2 separate regions of the Zea mays genome follow, and region 2 is linked to region 1. Evidence: chromatin contacts called from public Hi-C data. All regions are on one chromosome and are shown on one strand. The core of a region is the stretch at or near the end of the contact, and the rest is flanking DNA. Distances in the headings are between cores, read along the strand shown.

Region 1 (5,163 bases), core at 527-3,026:
TATGACAGCATAACAACCACATTACCACAGTTCAAACCATATAGTGAAATATTACAATTTGAAATGGAAGCAATATAAATCAATGAGACTCCCGTGATAAAAAAAAACTCGGCCGGGGAGGGAAAGACCGCCCTCCCGGTATTATATTAAGAAGAGACCGAAACAATGGTCCCGGCCGAGAAAATCCCCGAACCCTGGCCCCCAATCACTAACGGGCCGGCGTCAACTGTCCACTCTGCAACGGCCCAACCGGAGGGTGGCGCACAGGACATCGTAACCCAAAAGCGGATGGGACACAGCGAGGGGATTTTTTTAACCAAGCCTGAAAATTCGCTCCCGGGGGGAAATCGAACCCAGGACTTGGAGGTGCTACTCGGAAGTCCTTAACCACTAGGCTAGAGGCCCTTTCGCGACTCCCGTGATATATAATGCATTTTCAATGGTTTAATAGTTTAATTATTAAATTATATTTGTTGATTTTACATTCCCCTGATCTATGTGTGCATGGTGGTTCGCAGTTCGCACTATTTCAAGTACATTGTAAAACGGTCTTATTTCACTCGTCGTTTATGCTAGAGCACACCATGACAGCACCAGAAAAATAATATAAGTTTCTAGTGCGAAACAAATTGAGCTTTTTCATAATACCACTGCACCAAAACAAAATAAACAAATCAATGAGTATGCCAAGATTGAACTGGATTACATTTTGTCCACCAAACAATCATTTGTGTCCTACTAGGAACTGGAGTACAGACCCTACAAAATTAGGGGCAAAAATGCTGGCACAATTCATCAACAATCACCAATCTTCACTATCCCACTACACTGCAATAAGACAACAACTATGAATATCCTTCTTTACATGCCACTCGAGCTAGATAGGTGAGACAATGCCACTAAACCAAACTAAAACAGGATATTAGGCACTCACACCAGTCAGATTGAATTCTTAGCATACCTCAGCAGAATTATGACAAGGAGACAGACAAGCAAGAGAAATAGCAAAGACTGAAATTAGGCATCACCTGCTGACACCACTTGGCAAGGACGTGGAGACGAAGCATGCGCTGGCGTGTGCGTGTGATGAACTTGAGCAAGTCAATCTTCTTCTCGGTGTCGGACCGCTGCCAGCTGCCATTGGCTCCGGCGCCGATGCCCTTCCCCTCGGCCTCCGCCTGCGACTTCTCCACGAGCTCCCGCAGAGCGAGATAAGACTCCTCCGCCGCACGCCGCACCACCGCGCCCAGCTCCACCGTCTGCTGCCCCAGCTCCCCTGCCATCCCCGCACGCACGCCCGTCCCGAACAGCTAGGGTTTCAGCGCCCACCACCTACACATTCTCCAGTTCCTTCTCCTAATTAACTCCGCAAAGCGCCGGAGACGAAACTCTAGCCCTGTATCGCCAACGTGCGCACGCGTGGGCCGGGAGGAATCTCGCAGGATTCGCCGCGCCTCCCCGTGAATAGTGGTGGAAGAGGGAGTGGAACTGAAATTGGAAACCACTCAGTCAAGGGTAAGGCTCAGGGAGGGGACCGAGGGTGGCCGCGAGAGAGGGTGAAAAGGAGAGAGATGGTGGAAGCGAGAGACGGAGGTCGGCGGCGGCGAAGCGGCGGCGTGGGTACGGCCTCCTCTCTCTCTCTCTCTCGCTTCTGCGATCGATGAGTTCAGGACCGGCGGAGGGTGCGAGTGCGCCCTAGTCGACGGGCCCACGCGGAACCGGAGGCCTGGGCTAGTAGCCTAAGGGCATGTACAATGAGTATCTTAAGTTGTGTCTTAGAGTGTGTCTAGGGGGGTGAATGTAAAAAAACTCAAGACATGTATCTTGACGAAGACACAGTGTCTTAGCTCTATGTTCGAGACAGGAGGCTAGCTGATTGGTCACTTTAATTTATTGAATGCTCTGATTGGTACAATGAATATGGTAAGACACACGTTTTAGACACGACCACTGTATTGTGTTGTGTTTTAGCTGTGTCTTATACTTGAAGTACCGTGCAGTCGTATCTGGGTTGTACATGCCCTAAGGGCATGTACAGTGGAGAGACACCAAAACGGTTCTCTAAGCACAGGAGACAACTAAGAGACTCTATTGTACAATGGAGTGTCTCTAAACGTAGTCGGTTAATAAATACAGAATTAAATGTATTTGTATAGCATCAGATCGATAGAACAGACGACAAATTCGTACAGTGGGAAGTGAGGCGTTTGTTGTTACTTGGTTTACGAGCCAGAGGCGTCTCTTCACGGAGAGACGGCTCTAAGATTTTTTTGCAAATAACCCCCTAAAACACCTTAAGAGCCCCCATATTAAACACCACTGTACATGCCCTAAGAAATACAGAGGTTATTGCCGAGGAGGTGACTGTCTTTGGAGCATTAATGCAATAATTGAAAGGTATGATTCACCGACTATATTTGTATGTTATGTATATCAAAAACTTTACATTTATTTATCTATTTACGTTATTGCCTTTATAGTGATGTTTGTTGTTATTTTTATAGATGATTATGCTAAATGATATCACATTTGTACATCTAATAGACGGAGGAGGACTAGCACTCTAACAAGTGTTTGGGTAGCTTTAAAAGCTCTTCCTATCCTTGTGAAGAAACCACACATTGGTGCTAAGGAATTACAAAGTTCACTTCAAGATACCTACAAATGCATAATTGCTCATGACACAGTTTGATATGGAAAAGAGAAAGCCTTGAAAGTGTTGTTTGTAACTTGAGAAGAGAGCTTCCAACTATTGTGCTCTTGGAAGGAGGTAGTGTTGCATAAGTCACCTTATAGTGTCATTTGTTGAATTAATGTGGGTCTGGCCCATATTAATATTCAATAATAGTCAATGCTAAAGGCCCATTTTAATGCTACGGTGTACTAGTACTTTAGTATAATACCAGAAGTTTAAGGGACAATTCAATCAACTTAAATAGGTGGTCCGTTGGTGCATCTATTGAGAAGCTGAGAAAAGGATGAAGGACTGCCACACGTGCGCGCGCCGCCGACCGGGCAGGACCGTGGCCGTGGCTAGGGCTGGGAAAAAAGCTCGAACTCGACGAGTGTTTGGCACTTGTTCTCAAAAGCTTTGAATCAAGAACAAGGCAACACAAATGTTAATGGTTATAGACCTTTGTCCTTCATCACATTATCTCCCTTAGGATATAATGATCTTCGGACGAAGGTTACGAAGGACATACCTTCTTCATTGCAATATACAGAGATATAAACACGATCGTAAGAAACATAGAGAAAGTATGAATAATCATTTTAGAAAGAGTGATGTGCAAGTGATTATAAGTCAGCGTGAACAATACATGGGTACTGTTCATCTATTTATAGGCACAGGACGCAGCTCGGACAAAATTACATTTGTATCCTTCATAGTTATAACCATGACACAAATTATCAGGGACTAAGCGATCTTTTCCTCTCTAAGTCGGTGCTGCCCTTCGTCTCAAGCGTGTCATCATGCCGAAGCTCTTTCAACTGTAGCTTCGGCATATATCTTCATGTTGTGCCTGCTTGCATATCACCTTGCTGAAGGTGTTTTTGCTTAGGGGACCTTCGGCGAAGAAGAAGGCCCCCAACAATAGCCCCTTCGCGGTGTAGATCGTTTTTCGTAATGAGCTCGATCCGCGAAAAAACTCGAAGGCTTCGGAATGCCGAAGGTCCGAAAAACACCTTCCCTGAGCTCGTTGCCGAGAAACGATTATAATATTCCAGGCGTCGAGCGGTCCACCATTCAGCGAGCGCAGGCAGCCTGGCGGTTTGCCTTCCCCCTGCAGCACTATATAAACAGACGGGTTGGTGAAGAGTTACCAAAACATTCATTGTCATTGCACTTCATCGTTTTAAGGTTAACTTCGTCAGACGGGTTAGCTTCGTCAAACTGTAAAAATCTATCAAAATGGCCAGAGTGCAATCAACTGCAAGGGTGTCTCGTGAGAGAGACAAAACCGAAGCTACTGAAACGACACCAATTTCAGAAGTAATGGAACGATCAGGTCTAGTTGTGACAGAGGGAGTTGTTGACGAAGGTGCTCCTGATGCCAAAGCTGAACAAACTGTTGCTGAAGAAGAAAATGCTGATGAGAGTGAAGAAGATTATAGTATTTTGATCCCAACAAAGCCCAGTCAACTTGAATTTGAAAAATCTACCGTGACGGAGGATGACATGCCGATGATGATGAAATTGGGTTATTTTGGTGAAGCTGAAAGCAAACTTGTCCGATTTGCTGTAGAAGAGACTACCCCAGAGCCGAAGAATGATGAAGTAGTGGTTTTCAAGAGCTTCTTCAGAGCGGGGCTTCGGTTTCCCCTGAATGAGATGATTGGGGTAGTCCTAAAGAACTTCGAAATATATCTTCATCAGCTGACTCCTAACGCCATTGTTAGGCTTAGCGTTTTTATCTGGGCCCTCCGAAGCCAAGGGATGAGCCCAGATGCTGAAGCTTTCTGCCGAGTGCACGAGCTGCACTATTAGACGAAGGTCAGGGCAGATGGCCTTCACAAAAATTTTGGTTGTTATAATTTTGCGTATTAAAAAGATACGAAGGCACCAGTCCTCAGCTACCGCACAAAGTGGCCAACCGGCTGGAAAAATTAATGGTTTTACATGAAGGCTGATGAGAAAAAAAGAGAGAAGCTGATGACAATGGTCATGAGTCCGCTGTCTTTGAACTTCGGAATGACCAGACCCCTATGTAACATGCAACTGGGGTCACCATGTCAATTGGCCTAAGTAGAGTTCAGAGTGGTGGCTGAGCAAATCAGTACCAGGAACCTGGTGCAGGAATATCTGGCCAACCGGACGTATCCAATGTCAAGTGGCTGGGGAATGCCGAAGATGAAAGAAACGAAGAAGAAGCATGAACTTGTTCGACTAGCTTATCGTTTCAAGTTTGAAAAACATTTCAAAGAGCCTTGCCAAGAATGGCTAGAGATAATTGAGACCATGTGTAATGAAATACTTGGGAATTTTACCAAGAAAGAAGACCAGCTAATGACCGCGGCCTTTGGTACCCGGTCGAAGCAAAGATTGAACCAGGGAGTGGATGCCCTAAAATTTGAATACCCTGATTATGAGACTTAACACAGGTGCCGAAGGTGTAAAAAAGAATTATCCGAGGCCGAAAAGAAGGAGCTACAGGAATATGG
Region 2 (5,149 bases), core at 2,477-4,976, 440 kb after region 1:
TTTCTTTGATAATCCATAATGGGGGCGCAAAGTTTAGATTATGTATGCCATATTAAACACCAATATTTTTCAATAAACAGCAAAGTCACTTCTGTTTTAAATATCTTGTACTGCTGTGTTAAAGAGTACAACACTGAAAAAAAATATAGGAGTTTTGAATTTGATGCATAAGTGTTTTCACAAATATTGGACGCTGAACATCAAACATCAGTACATTATACATCCTAACATAAACATCAAACAAAAAAGCATTCATACCTGACGTATATGGTATGAACGATGCTGCTATATCATGAAGATCCACTAAATGAAATATAATCTGCATGCTAACTAAGTTATCCCCTTAAAGTTTCCATTTAGCATGTGGTTTTACCTCTATAGCAGCATCTAGCTGCAAGAGGACTGGCACTGGTCCTATGAAAGTTGGTGTTATGGCTCCTGCTCTTTCACGAGCTTTGTGGTCCAAAACTTCCAACTTGAATAGAAGGACCTCCAACCTGTGAACGGAGTTGAATTAAATATAGAAATAATGGCACAAATGATAAAAATATTGGCAAACTGTTCTTTTGCACAAAATCGATTGAACGTAGGAAAGGAAGTTGAAATCTGAACTACACCCCCCCTCCTGAAAATGGTCAGAGAAAATATCACCACACACCATACCAATATTATGTAATCACTAAGAATATTCTAAATAGTACAGCTGTACAAGTGATAACTAAACCTATTCTACTTCCATTTCACAATATGCCTCTATAACCACCATATCAAAAACAAAGAAAGTGGTAACAAGTGGCAATCATGTAACATGTTTCATCTTCTTAAGTAGGGCCAGATGCTCTAGCCGACCTCAATTGACAACATCAACATAGCCTTTTAGTCCCAAATAAGTTGGGGTAGGCTAGAGTTGAAACCCAACAAGAAGTCACCAAAAAGAGAGAGAGAGAGAGAAAGGGGAGGGGAAAAAGCTTTTGAGAGAACTAAAAGGGAAAAGGCCTAATCACGGTTCAGGCATGTGGATAGCTTCTTTCCAAGCACTTCTATCCAAATACAACTCATTTGGGATATTCCATTCCTTCAAGTCCCTTTTTGATTGCCTCCTCTCATGTCAAGTTTGGCCGCCCTCTACCTCTCTTCACATTATTGTCCCATCTTATGACGCCTATGTGCACTGGTGCCTCTGGGGGGTCTCCGGTGGACATGCCCAAACCATCTCAACTAGTGTTGAATAAGCTTTTCTTCAACTAGCGCTACTCCTAGCCAATCGTGTATGTCATCGTTTCTCACTCGGTCCAATCTTGTGTAGTCACATATCCAACGCAACATATGCATCTCTGCAACGCTTAGTTGTTGGATATGCCGACCTCAATTGACAAAATTAAAATAGCCTGAAAACATATAGTCCCTCCATTCGAAATCATGTTATGGCTTTTTTAGATACATAGCTTGCTATGCACTTAGATATACACTGTATAAACACATAGTAAATACAATGTATCTAGGAAAGACAAAACATTTAGAATGGAAGAAGTGGTCCATAAGTCTCAAGTTCGCTCTAATATTCTATGCACATGGTGTATACTCTAACCACAAGTTAAATTCCATCCTTAGGTCCTTTAACAAGTCAACCAGTTTATTTAAGACAATGTATTTATTAATTTATATATATTCTTAAGTTATCTAGTTCAATAGTGTTCTCTTACTTTTCAGGGTTTATATTCTTCCGCTCGTTATTGAATTCTTCAAGCCACTCCTCATCTTCATTGTCCAGGTCATACTCGACAAATTCACCGATCTCAGCTCTGGCTGCAGATATTGAGCACTCTTAGTAATAAACATAATAGTGTAAGTTTAACAAGAAAAGAATGCATCCCCAGGGAAGTAACAAGAAAGAAACCTCCTCTTCCACGTATATAAGATGTCGGTTGTGCAAAGGTGCGAGTATAGTCCCTTTCATATGTGTCCACAGCATCAAACTGCGGTGTAGGTATTTCTTGGGCATTTTTCTTACTGGGTGCTTGACTTCCCTGCAGAGTAGAGTGATATAATTCCTTTTTCCAGCATCCTTTGAAACAAATAGTAGCAGTCCACTAGATGTACCGTGGACATATTGGTTTAGGTGAGGGAGTTAGAGAAGCCCACATCAGACTATGTTTTCTTGTAACAGCAGAATAGCCCATACATAATTTAAACTGATCAGAAATATATACAATCAGATAAACCTAGCAAAGTAACGATTTTGAATTCTTCCAAGGACAAGACATTTAAGAAAAAGGGCACAATAAAACATCACTATTGTTTCAATTAGACGGAGATAAAAATAATTTTGTTGGAAATGCGCACCAACAAATTAGTGTACAATATGTCAATATCTGAACTATTGTCCAAAAAATAACAACCCATGTGTATCCAAATTCCAGTTAAGAGAACCAGACAATGAGTTCAAAATAGATTAATTGATAAAGGTTTGACCTTTTATAAATGTGGTGTACACAAATGAAAGTATGAACAGCAACAACTTCACTAACGACTCTTTGGACCTAAAGGTGAGTGGTATTGATAGGTTCATAAAGAAATGTGTGTAACAAGCTATTAAGGATACAGCCTGTATCATTCCACCAGAAAAGCCTTACTTCTAGCTAATTTTAACATAAGGCCATGGTTGGTTCCCAAGAATTGAGAGGAGCTGGAAAGTAATCTAATAATGAAATGGGAAGCACTTTCTACATATTGGTTTCAACTCATAGGATCCAAACAGGCCCTAAGAGATACTTTGTTACATTATCCACGTAAATTTAGTCACGCTGCATGTTATCGATATGCTAGTAAACTTTAATTGGCATGTCCGAACATCATTAGGATTGGAGTGATTACATGATATTACAACCTGCAGTCTAATCAGGTCCCTTTCATAGTTTCATTTCACATTTTCATTATGGGCCTATGGTCACTAAGACAACAACTACAGCAAACAGTACAGACACATGACGCACATTGTGAAAGCTTAGTTGGTGAAATGAGGATTCAAGCACAGAAGAAAGCTCAATTCATGTCACTTCAACACAGAAACAAACACTATGAGGTAATAAGGTCCATCATTTAACATTGCTGAAGCTCAAACTGAAGCTGCAAAATACCTCGCCCTCTGTCGTCTTGTTCGCCCCAGACGCGGGGAGCTCAGTTCCTGAGTGCCGCAGCAGCACCCCAGCCCTCGCAGAAGAAAGCGGCGCGACCCCTGGCTCCTCATCCTCGAACTCCCGCACAGACTTGAGGATGGGGAGCTTCTTATGGATGTCGAGCGGCCGCGGCCTGAACGAGAGCCTACTCATAGTTCACACCGCCCCCACAGCCGCTGCAACCTCATCTCATCTCCGCCCACCACCTCCTCGCCCAACCACCCGCCCGCACCGGCTCGCCCAAAGGCAGTGAACGAACGAGCAGCTCCGGCCCGGGAGAAACCCTAGGTCCGCGAGGGCCGAGTGGGAGGGCCGGGCGCGCGGGGGCGCGGAAGTCGCGAGGTATGACGCGGAGCAGTGTGGGGACGCAGTGGGGAGGAGGCTGGGGAGCTAGGATTAGGGTTTTGAACGGGTAATCGGACTTAGGGTTTGAAAGGAAACGGAAGCGAGGGAAGAAGGACGCGAGGAGGAAGAAAGAGGAAGAGCGTCGAGGGCCGGGAGAGGGAGACAGGTCGGGCCCGAAGCGGCGGTTGAGTAACTGTACGTGTACGTATCCGTACGGGCATACACGTAGTTGCATTTGTATTCGTAGTAGTATGTTTAAAATAAATTCTGAAATAACTTGACCCGCAAAAGTTGCAAAAGTTTACCAATTTAAACATTTGTATTTTTTGCTGCATCTGTATCTGTACTGTAGTTTAGGTTTCCACCGCCGTACGCCACGCATGAAACGCATAGATTTAGGGTGCCTCCTAAATTGAATTATGGTGAAATAGTAGAGGAGTGAATTGTCACTTTGTCATCATAAATAAATTAAAATAAGCTATTAATCCCAAAAGTGATATTTACCTTTCTACCATTCCATCGTAATTTAATTTAAATAATAATTTATAAGATAAACAAACAGGACCTTATTATCTTTCATGCATCTCGTTTAACAAACAGAGTGCAATAATAATACGGCAACTACAACCTTATCTCGCCAATAGGAGCGTATATACGTGTATGCGTGTATGTATATAAGAAATAAAAAAAGTATTTTAAAAATGTTTAACATTGATGTTGTACTAACGGTCTTTGGATTGTGCTTCCTTTGTATTTAGATCTATAGCCTTAAGATCTACTAGGTAGATGCCCGTGCGTTGCAACGGTATACAAAATATTCAACAAATTGTTAGTACACAAAAAATAACACCACATATTTTAGTTGCACCAAAAAATGATACATTCCCCGCTTGTAAGATTAGGGCCGCATTTTCTTCCTACTTTGCACCTCAGCGAACAACAAAAATCAAAGAACCATACAGTTCATAGACGCACTTGCACACTTGAAGAGCACTACACATCTCGTTATCCTCCCATACACCTAAGCAGCATGAGCTTGATTCCTGGGCATCCATTCCTTGTTATTGTTCACATTAATGAGGGTCTAAGAGTGGGGATGGGTTACAACAACATACAAAATATTAATATATAATGGTTACATAGGTGAAAACGTGTAAGCAGATATTTTACTCCGTTAGATCTAAATCCAACAGCATCTATATTTGCAGTTATTTATAAAAAATATATATTCAAAAAAAACATGCGAAGACATAGTGTGCGGTTCTGCTTCCCCATGAGGCCCTTGAGGAAGGGGTACAAGTGGACAATCACCTAGAACGCAAAGAAGAGCTTCCCGAAAAGAGGTCCCCATGACTGGTAACCGCTATTGATTGCGTAGGAAATGCCAGCGACCACGCCGACCAGGTTGATGATCAAAATAGTGGTTGGTGGGATCAGAAGCGTTGTCCACTTGAACATGTAGAGCTCGGCAAAATCACCTTCTTCATCAGTGGCAAATAAATGTGCAGAAAATACCACCAATGACCCAGAACTGCTCGTTCCTCCACCATTCATCAATGCCAACACCACTCCACCTCATCTCAAGGATACCAGTGGCAAAGATTGAGATAAAGAGCGATATAAACCAA

The links. Hi-C and Micro-C count contacts between places; a contact is called where the count stands out from the background.
Region 2: a Hi-C map of leaf shows a contact between it and region 1, with 7 times the contacts expected there. The contact joins the promoter of LOC103647333 here to the promoter of LOC100279374 in region 1. A contact is called at or near these places in 2 of 25 Hi-C or Micro-C datasets (leaf and tassel).

Annotation. Positions count from the first base shown.
Region 1 is chr2:176,304,087-176,309,249 of Zm-B73-REFERENCE-NAM-5.0, forward strand. It overlaps LOC100279374 (Mediator of RNA polymerase II transcription subunit 14), which reads right to left and starts at 1,777. Exons shown (of 9, transcript XM_008669551.3): 1 at 1,029-1,777. The coding sequence starts at 1,283.
Region 2 is chr2:176,739,463-176,744,611 of Zm-B73-REFERENCE-NAM-5.0, forward strand. It overlaps LOC103647333, which reads right to left and starts at 3,727. Exons shown (of 11, transcript XM_020548471.2): 1 at 3,138-3,727; 2 at 1,898-2,027; 3 at 1,704-1,806; 4 at 374-497. The coding sequence starts at 3,329. It also overlaps the pseudogene LOC103649104.